2 separate regions of the Aphis gossypii genome follow, and region 2 is linked to region 1. Evidence: chromatin contacts called from public Hi-C data. All regions are on one chromosome and are shown on one strand. Each heading gives the region's core, a stretch centred on a gene start, on an enhancer-like site or on the middle of the called end of the contact. The rest is flanking DNA. Distances are from core to core; before and after follow the strand shown.

Evidence for each region. A called contact is a pair of places that touch in the nucleus more often than the background predicts.
Region 2: a contact with region 1 is called in a Hi-C map of whole body, with 3 times the contacts expected there. The contact joins the promoter of LOC114123124 here to the promoter of LOC126550976 in region 1. A contact is called at or near these places in 2 of 2 Hi-C or Micro-C datasets (both in whole body).

The regions. Positions count from the first base shown.
Region 1 is chr3:8,603,900-8,609,409 of ASM2018417v2, forward strand. It overlaps LOC126550976, which reads right to left and starts at 4,095. Exons shown (of 2, transcript XM_050203731.1): 1 at 3,342-4,095; 2 at 2,408-3,148. The coding sequence starts at 3,686. The coding sequence ends at 2,408. LOC114133130 (26S proteasome non-ATPase regulatory subunit 14) reads left to right here. Exons shown (of 6, transcript XM_027998770.2): 6 at 1-49.
Region 2 is chr3:8,857,880-8,863,205 of ASM2018417v2, forward strand. LOC114123124 reads left to right here and starts at 3,644. Exons shown (of 4, transcript XM_050204154.1): 1 at 3,644-3,826; 2 at 3,899-4,003. The coding sequence starts at 3,796. It overlaps LOC126551258 (solute carrier family 49 member 4-like), which reads left to right. Exons shown (of 13, transcript XM_050204152.1): 13 at 720-931.

The DNA.
Region 1 (5,510 bases), core at 2,845-5,344:
TAATATAAATAAATCTTGATTAATAAAGATTTCTATTCATATAATTTAAGCTAAGATTATCGTTCATATTATTCATATTAATAGATTGAAATAAATAATTATTTTTAATTTTATTTTAAGGTATTAAAGTAAAAAAGGAATAATGAGTGTAATATATAATAATATTTAAGAATTTACTTACTATACAAATTTTTTCTTAAAAAATAATTTTTATCAAATTATTACAAGTCATCTAAGAATCTCCCTCGCAATAATTTTAATATATAATTTATTAAATCAGTGGTGGTTTACGGACTTAAAATAAGAAAAAAATATTCTAATAAATATGTAAAAGCAATTGATTAATAACAGAATGATGTTTGTGGCCTTCACAAAATACGGATAATGACTATCATCCATAAATGTACATTGTGAAATAGGTACAATTATAAACGTGTGATGCGTGTATAAATGTGTATTAGTTTTTATACTCCATAGTAACTATAAGTTATAACTCACTAACAGTACAGTTATAATTTATAATATGTGCCTTGTTTATTTCTAAGAATACTAAGATTCATATTATGATTTATATTGTTTTTATTTGTTGTATGAAAATATTTAAAACTCTTCTGAAACATTACACTTAATGTATACATCTTAGATATTATTATTTTAATATTATATTTCCTATTTCTATTAATCATTTTGGGTAGTACTTATCATTTGGGTACATAATTTATAAATATAAATGGTATGTATACCAGTTGCCTGTTTGAGATTTTTAAAATAAGGCTTTTACATTTTTGGCGTGTAAATGTGTATACCCTCTGTTACTGTATAAACTATAAAGTATAAAAAGAATGAATAGATATTAAAATAATTTAGGTTATTAAATATCTCGATTGGATATTGTAATAATCATATAATTTGAATTTGAAATTTCTATACATAAGCTACCAAAATAATGAAAAAAGGTGTATCTGACAGATATAATGTGTACTGTAATATTTATGCATAAAAACATTTTTACTGTAATGTTGACTTATTAAGTCTTGGTTTTTTTCTTTTATGTTACAAATTACAATAGTTTAATTTTAATTCATTCGTTTTCAATAGCTATCATAGTTCTTACCCTCTCGTTGTTTGCTTCATAAGGGATACGCGTTATGAAACAATGGGTATTGAAGTTTAATAAAGAAAATTTTATGTTATTTGATTAAGACCTAAAACATTAATACTATACAGTAATGAATTGACATTAATCAATTTGTTAATTGTTTGTTATTACCATTGATTAGGTATAGAATAGACAGATAAACCATTGGTATAAGGATTTTCGGTGACTAAAATTTTGATTAAAATAGCTGCCGATAGGTAGCGTTGTATGTATTAAATTTATATTATTATTACCGACTGCAAATAAAACAATTCCTAGATTTGTGACTGACAGAAAAAGCGATAAGCCAATATTTTCTTAGTATCGCACTGTCATCCATCGTCACAATTTATTGTCAATAATAATATTAAATATTAATAATATTATACATGCATTGTGATTGTATTTTTACAGGAACTAATTTAGTGTGTAATAATATGTCATACTGATACTATAAATTTATGTTTTTGCAATTTATACAATATGCAGTATGATATTATTAAGTTTGTAACAACTAATTTTTGTGACAATATTTATATTATTTTAATCAAATAATATACAAATAATACTTGATGATAAATGAGAAGCTTTTATATTTTTTGACGTCCGAGAATAATTTTTTAGCTAATTAATGGTTAAGACGGATAGTAAGGTGTAATCTATCCGTAAAAGTTTAAACCGTAAATAAAATTAAGAATATAATTAATGAATTATCATTTTTAAGCTATTGAATAGCTCTTGTCGTGGGCCTGGCGTGGTGACTGAAAAAATATTTTTCGTAACGAAAAACCGTAAGATTTTATTGTTAATTATTATTATCTGCGTTCGACGGGCGTCAATGCCGTGTTATATTCCTGACTTGACTGCTGCTGAAAATTTCGGCTATATGACAGAAGCGCCAAAGGCACAAAAATGACCTATCATTTGCGCCAAAATGTGTAGGACATAAGCTCCAATATAATATTGTATACCTAACATGTGAAATAGGCGCCAAAGGTATAAAAATTACAAATAATTTGAGCCAAAATTAAAATTTTGTATAAGTAGATATTTAAAAATTGCTCTTTTAAATAATTATATTGTGTTAAAAAAATTGTCAATAATAAATTATAATATACATGCAAATAAATATAAATTAAAAAAACGGTTGCGATTTTATACAAAAAAAAATATGTCAATAACAAATTATGATATACAATATACATGCAAATAAATATAAATTTAATAAAAAGGTTGTGATTTTATAAAAAAAATGTCAATAATAATAATTTAATAAATTGGTTGATTTTTTAATCCTACTTTTTTCACATATTCTAAACGATTTATTTCACCATCCTGATATTTCTTCCATTGTACAATTATTTCTTCGTGAGATACCCTTAATTTATTGTTAGGAGGAGAGTTCATAAATAAATATGTTTCACTTTGTAATTTTAATAATACATCAATTACTATATGGACGGAACAATGAGCCGAATAAAATTGATCTTTTAAATGTCGATGATATGATTCAGCTGCATTTGTAGTTCGTATAACCTCATTATCCGGAATTTCAGCCCAAATTTTAGGTGGAAAAATACTAGAATCAATGTATGTTTCTAAAACGTAATCACTAAATTTTAAAATTGTTTGATCTTCGGGCGCGATAGACATTAAATCTGCAAAAGCATCAGATACTTCGGTGCACGGAAGAAAAGCCAAACCAAAAAAAGACTTCAACCAAATCCCTATTTCAGAGTTCTTCATGTATTCATTTCGAAGACCCAAGATTTGAATTTTCCGAAACAACGATTGCCCTAAATGAAATTTACAACATTTTATTTTTGAATTGGGAAAAACTGCTAAAAATCCATCATGTGCTGCTTTTTCAAAATCAACTAGGAGTATTTTAGGAGAAAATTCTAAATTATATTTTTCACACAATTTTTGTATGTATTTCCACATTGATTCATAGCAATTTGAAGTTTTACTTGTAGTAGACAGTAAATTAAATGTAAATATCTTCCACAGCTATAACATGTATCGTATATAGTTGGTAAAAGAATTTCGGACAAACGTAAAATGTACCATCGGCAACTAAAAGTGAACTATTGTGGCACATGTATTGGATATTAGATTTAGTGGTCAGAAAAATGATTTTGCTTTCTGTATCTACGTGACATAACGTTTCGTTCCTATTAGTAAAAATATTCCGGTTACTAACTTGATTAATAGCTTCTTCCAATGATTGAGGCGTTTTCGGCAATAATTTACGTCGTTGTCTGTACATTGAAACTCGAATATTTCCAATATCATCTGAAACCATTGCAGTACTTTCAGCAGCACACAACTCGTGACGCATAATTTTCGATGGTCGGTCCGTTATATTTTCGGTTGCTTTTCTTTTACAATTATTGCGCAAAATATGACACTGGGCATCATGATCGTTCACTATTTCGTGTAAATGCTCACCATTAATACTAACAATTGTAGTCATAGATTTATCCATTTGTATTCTAGCAGAACATTTTTTTTTGGTACACCTCAACGACACATTACCACTGGCCATTTCTCGTAAAAATCTATATTTTTACTCTTTAAATAAAATACACACTACACCTTTATTCGTAAAAGTTTTTGTGAAATTCATTTTAACGAATGATGCTTAAACGAATGCGTACAAAGTAGGTACTAACAATATGTTATAAACTTATAATACAAAACTGCCCACACACTGTCTATGTGACAATCTATCGTAATCAGATATATAATCTAATTGTCGACATTTGTCGATTAAGATTAAACATTTGGAGTTTTTGAACGATATAGTTCTAAATTTAATATCTGTTATTTAACATATATTAACCGTGGCACACAGGTACCAAGGATTTTGGCGCTTGTGTACGATACGATTTTGGCGCTTTTGTACGATACGACTTTATTTTTTCTTATCTAATTTTGGCGCTTATGTCTTCCACCGAAAATTTCGCGGGCCACCAGCGTTATCGCCGCCGTGTGACCACCCTCAATGGCTAATCACAGACAATTGTGACGATTAAGACGGGTTTCCACTACATACGTGTACGTGCATAAAAATACTTTTCTGTTATTGGCCGGAGCGTATAAACTTTCTGGTATACCAAAAGCTTACCGTGTATACCAACAAATCACAGAAAAATATTTTCTATTACGTGCGTAGAACGTATGTATAGTGGAAACCCGCCTTTACGCAGCGCCGCAGCTGTATAATACCTAGTCTAAGAAATTATTATAAATCAACTGACATATTTCATTGATTTCACTAAATTCATAATATTGAATGTTTCAAATTCAAACTGTTGTCTTTGTATTCTAACTTTATAATATTGATTTGTAAATAAGTTTCCAAAAGATAGCTAAGGTACTTTTTTTTTCACCAATCTCATTTCAAGTAAGTATGTTGTATGTATACCTACTACTAGAGAGCCTATATAATAAGATATATATATATATATAATATATAATACAATATTATAAAGCCCCTCTGCCTACTACCTTGTTTTTTACTAATACTCATTGCCATAAAATGAGATATTATAACTACAATTCCATTAAAACTATTTTATATATCATTAAAAGCTGTTATACTTATACAGTATATTTATTTTAATTTTAAACACTATGAAAATCGAAAAATATTAGATAGATATTAATATATTATACATTGTTCAGTAAAATATTTTTAAATGATTAGGTATATGATGGAAATAATTAAACAATAATAATAATTCTGTACCGGTATTGAAGTCGTAAGGTTGTTGAATACAGCATTACGAGTAAATGGAAAAATAATAATTTGTAAAGATACTAATACGAATAATAAAATTTTTTTTTCAAACAATATTTTTTTAACTTAATTTTTTAAAATAAAAATAGAAAGGTGCGAATATTATAAAGAGTTTTTTTTTAATAATATATTTTTCATATTACCTATATAACATGAATAATATTATGCGACTTCAATTTTTCTCAATAAATAAAAAACATAATATAATATGTTCTTGCCTATGTATAAGTACCTATTTAATTAGTTTTTTTTTTTGATTATTGTATACGAGTAATATAGGTAAATACTTTTTAATATATATTTTTAAATATATTGTTATACTATTGTAGTGCTGTTAAGTATAAAAAGGTGCAACATTTAATTGTATTAAAAACATTCTTTACAACTTAAAACATAATTTTGTTTTTATAAGTATTTAAATTACATATTCAATTACAAACTTATGATTTCGGTGCCGATACTGGGTTCTATTATTATTGTAGAAAAATTATTTTAATAACTTGTACAATATAGAGTTTTCAGCATTTTATAGTATTTTGAATAAACTTACCGTATATTGTTTAAAAG
Region 2 (5,326 bases), core at 2,394-4,893, 250 kb after region 1:
AATTTAATTTTTTTATGAATTATGGTAATAGTAAAGTTACACTGTATTCCAGTTAAATCTAAAAATCTTTTATTGCCAATTGCAAGACTTACATGTTTACTCCTTCTGTTCATAGTATTTAGTATATTTATATACTTTTTATAATATTATATTCTAAACCTGTGTGTTTATGTTGTGCTTGACATCATAACACTCAAATTAATTAATATGCTGATTTACTAACAAGTAACAACTTTGGTTATCTTTATAAAAAAATAAAACTATGAATAATGTATTAGTATAATAATAATAATAACGTTATCAATAAGGTCTAAGTCACAGAAAATTCTAGCAAGACGAACCAAGTCCAAAAAAACCGTCTTATCAATTGGGGCCAAGTCCTTATAAATATTTTCCAAAATTATCTAAGTCCGAATTGTATGGACTTATGAATCATAATTCATAAATCAAAGTTTGTATAAGGACTTGGTTCGTTTTGTTTTCTCCCGATAGGTCGGTAAATATTAGTAATTCAACTAAAATAAAGAGAGGTAAAACAACGTACATCAAAGTTTCACATAAGAAAAAACAATCTCAATTTTGATATAAATGGTTTTAGATCCTTCTACTTCTAAGGTACAGAATTCAAATTTCAATAGGTAATATATTAGACATTTAACTGTTGCAGATAGATGTTATATGTTCGATACTCAGCGCCTTTTATATTTTTTTTGGAATAGGAGAAATGATTGCTAAACGAAAATTGAATAAGTATGATTTAACTGCTTTGCATTGCAAAAATCATGACTAAACGTTTGAAAAAAAGATTGTAAAATCAATTGTCAAGTTATTTATCAATTATTGGCGTATTGAAGTTAATCGTATTTTACTTGGTAAAAGGTTTTACAACTGGGAGAAAATGATCCTATCAAACAACTGGCTTCACTATGGCACATAGAACATAAAAAAAAACTATCACTGGAAATTATAATTAAGTAAAGTAAACCAAAAACTGTATTTTTTTATTTATTATTGTTATTACAAGTTTCACCTATTTTTCCTATTGTACAAGTTTTACCTAATGTACATACCTATTATTATTATGAGCATGATTTTATGTATAAAATACAATAAAAATTAAAGACTGAAGTTAGGTTAACATTAAAAAAAGGGGGATTACATTTTCTAAAAATCAAGTTAAAATTCATTCTAAAAGAATACAATTTAATATTTTGCCATGTCGTACTTTTATTTTATATTATGTTTTTACCGATCAGATAATTTTACTCGTATGACACGGTTCTCACCTATAATACGGTTTGTCAAATGAAATTATTATTATTGACACACGTAGACACTTCATACTTGCCCCGCACAGCATAGATATAATATCATTTAGATATATTTATTTAATATTTTAATAATAAATAAATATTTAAGAAAATATTTCGATCATTATTAAATGTCGAAATCTCATTGACAATACATTTAAAATATTTAATTTTGATTAAATAACCACTATGTGTACCGCCCGCTCAACAGTACGGGCTACTCGAGGACCACTCGGTGACGTCTGAGAGCGAAATGAATGAATTGAATAATAATAATAGTTTTTGCGGGGCGTGGGTAGGCAATTCAATAGCCGAAGTCTTATAATAATTAATAGGGTAGGCAATATAATGTGCACTACGACAACGAGACAGGAAATGATGAACAAGGGAAATAGGATGTGACAGTTTATTTATGAGGGGGGATCTCTGTGGTCGAATCGATCTAGTGCAACGACCACAGAGTTTACATGACGAGTCAAACATCACAGGGTTTATCTATAAAAAATGTAGATTTTGAAAAAAGTTTGTATAACAGGGGATCGTGTAAATATACAAACTAAAATATTATTAAGTATATCATGGTATTAGCTACATGGCCATATTCATTCATCAATATTTAACAGTGTATAGTCATTAAATTTAGTTTTTTTTTTCATGATTTGCTAATTTTTTTTGTGTTAATCAAAGTTCTTTATTTTATGGGATAATATTTGAAACAAAAAAAATTATCTTCGAATCACCTAACATAGTAAGAGGATCGTACCTTAGATTAGGGAAATATCTCGTTTTCAAGTTACAACAAGCCGTATATTGCGCCGCTCAAACGACACAACATACAATTGTGTTGTTTGAATTGCTGCGTACTGTTGTAGGCGGGGTGGTTAACTTAACATGTTATCAGTTATTATATTTGACGAAGATATAAAGTTTATATTTTGTACTTTGTACAAAAACGTTTCTTAAAATAATTCTATCTTAAACACCGTAATAAAATAAACGGCACTTAAGGAATCCACGTTTTTTGGTATAATATTAAACATGTTAAAAAAATGGGTATTTTTGATGATTTAAAAACTATATGAATCATATAAAGTGCGTACTGCCGGTGGATTATCACAGTCCAAGAATATTCCATAATTGCGTCTGAAGGATGGCGTGTGGACAAATTATGAGCTATTTTGTTTTTAATTGTATACTGATAATAAAATAAATATTTAACTTAATCGAATTATTTAAATCACAATAGGACAAAAAAAGTTGAACGAGCAAAAACCGTTCAACAAATTATGTTATGTTTATAAACATCTGCAAAATTACTTTTTTTGTAGCTATATATTATGACATTTGAAAAATGTTAGAAGTAGCTTTAGAATGACATCAATCGGGCGGGCAAGCACACTCAGAACTTCGTCATTATAATATTATTTTACATTATAATATTGTATCGGACAGTGTTTCCAGTTAAAAATTTGACGAGTTCTGATTTAATTCTTAAAAGTCTCAATTTTTAGGATTAAAATATTAAGATTATTTTTCTTTTAAGGTCGGACCTCAAAATTAATTGAATATATTTTGTAATTATTAAATATTTATATTATGTTATTATATTTAATATAATATTGCATTTCAAGAAAACATTTTTATAATACAATAAATCTTAGTGTTTTCAGTTGAAATTTAACTAGTTCAAGTTCAAGTATATTGTGTTTATATCACATAATCATTATATACACCACAATAAAGACAATTTAAGATATGTATATTGTTTATATTGCACTGAATATTGTTTTTAAATAAACTTAATACAACAATACCGTTTGATATTAACAAACGTAACGTTTAAAAAACTTATAAATGTACAGCTCTAAACATATAGATACTCAGTCTCTAGATAGGTACAATTTACCTTGATTATCAGTCAAGCATAATAATGTATAAAGATAATAAGGAATCATATATTATACTATAGATACAATGTCTAATAGCCAATATTTTGTATACTGATATAATCATTAGTTGACATTATTCCATCTTAAAACCTATACTTCTTATCGATAAATACTAGCATTATATTCGCATTAAAAATATGCTCTCATGTTTTAAACCTGAAATTATAAAAAAAAACTGTTGACACTGATACTTGATATTATTATAATCATATTATTGTTTCAGTGATAAGTGATAATAAATCGTAATAATAAACAGCAACACTCAACAGTTAACACTCGTCGGTAAGCGATAGAATTGTTGACAACAATCCGATTTATATCGAACTATAGAAGAAGCAATACGCATTCAGTTACGGTTTAACGATCGGAATGTTTGGTTTGTCGAGCATTTGATATTTTAATTTTTTCATAACTTAACGATAATGTTTAATTGGTTATGGGCAAGTATTCAAATTTCAAAGCCACCATGTAAAGAAAAATCTAAAAATTGAATTCAATTCAAAAACGACGTTTATGATCCGTCGTTACAAGGAGAAATGTGTAGTAATTCTTCAAATTTCCATGAACGTATAAAAATTTCATTAAATAAAATATATTTTAAATTTAAACGAAATAAAGTTTATCAAAAAATGTTTATAGAATCCTATGTGGACAACGACCGACCCACTGTTTCAAGCTCTATTAATGTTGTTCATCCATTTCATCCTGTACTAGCTAACAACACAAGCTTCATATCTGAGCCTAGTAAGTATCATAGTGAAGACTTATAATTTGTAGTATGACTTATGTTTATGTATATTACAATATATTAACTTTAAAATTTATACAGTTTCAAATTTGATACTATAGATAAAAAACGTTCGTACTTAAATATTCAATGAAGATAGTAGAATAGCACTATTTATTTTATACTGCAATTGTAATTTTTTTTTAGGTACCTTACAACTTACAATATATTTTATAATAAGTTAAAATAACGGTATTGAATTAAATATAATAATTATTTAATAATTTGATTTATAATTTGTATTGTACTATTGTAGTGATTTCGACTATGCCCTGACCAAGAATAAAAAAGTACTTTTTATGCAAAGGAAATAGAGGAAATAATTTTCTCAAATAGGTAACTTTTTTTGTCTTCCCTCAAATAAAAAAACAAAAAGTTCTTATGAAGACGAGTTACAAACATATTTGAATAGTCTATCTAACGATATCAGTATGTTGCTGTATTACTCAGCTGTTATGAAAGTTTTTTTTTGAATACAATGCACCATTGCCCCCAAGTAATCACGTTACTATCGGAATGACAGTTAAACGTTACAACTTTTGTGACGAACTATTTGAAAAACTTGTCTTTCTAAAATAAAATAAAATACCATTAGATATAATGTAGCATTAATTAATTGAAAATATGATAGTCAAATTGTTTGTAATTTGAATAATATTTTTAATTTAAATTAAATGAGAAATCAACATCAATTATTTATTATTTTAACTTTAAAGATAAATACGTATTAATATTAATAATGTTTAATACGTATGTACTTATGGGTGTTGTGAACCAAATAAATACATCAAAAAAAATATATATAAACATACTGTTATTGACAATTATTTTTAAGTTATTATTGTGTAGGTACTATAGCTGTATGTAAGTAATCTTATGAAGTTTTCTTGATTTCAATATTAAATATAAAAATATAAATATTATTAAATATTTCACTCTATTACTTACACATTGTAAAGTAAAATAATCTCTCTATCAATTATTGGTGATGTCTTACGTCGATATATAGTGGAGTATTTGTTACACACCAATTGAGTTGAATTCGTATTTTAATTATTATTATTATCTAATTGTTATTTTGGAATTTTCTAGTATTTTAATATTGTGTTTCTTTTAAAGTCTCCGTTAGTATGATAATTTTTATCTACATATAAAATACACATTTATGATAATTATGAATGATGTGTTATTATTTATCAGAAAAATTCGACATAGTTAATCATGTAAATTTATTTACTGTAAATTTATCAGCTACCTACTTCCTATCTATTTATAACTTA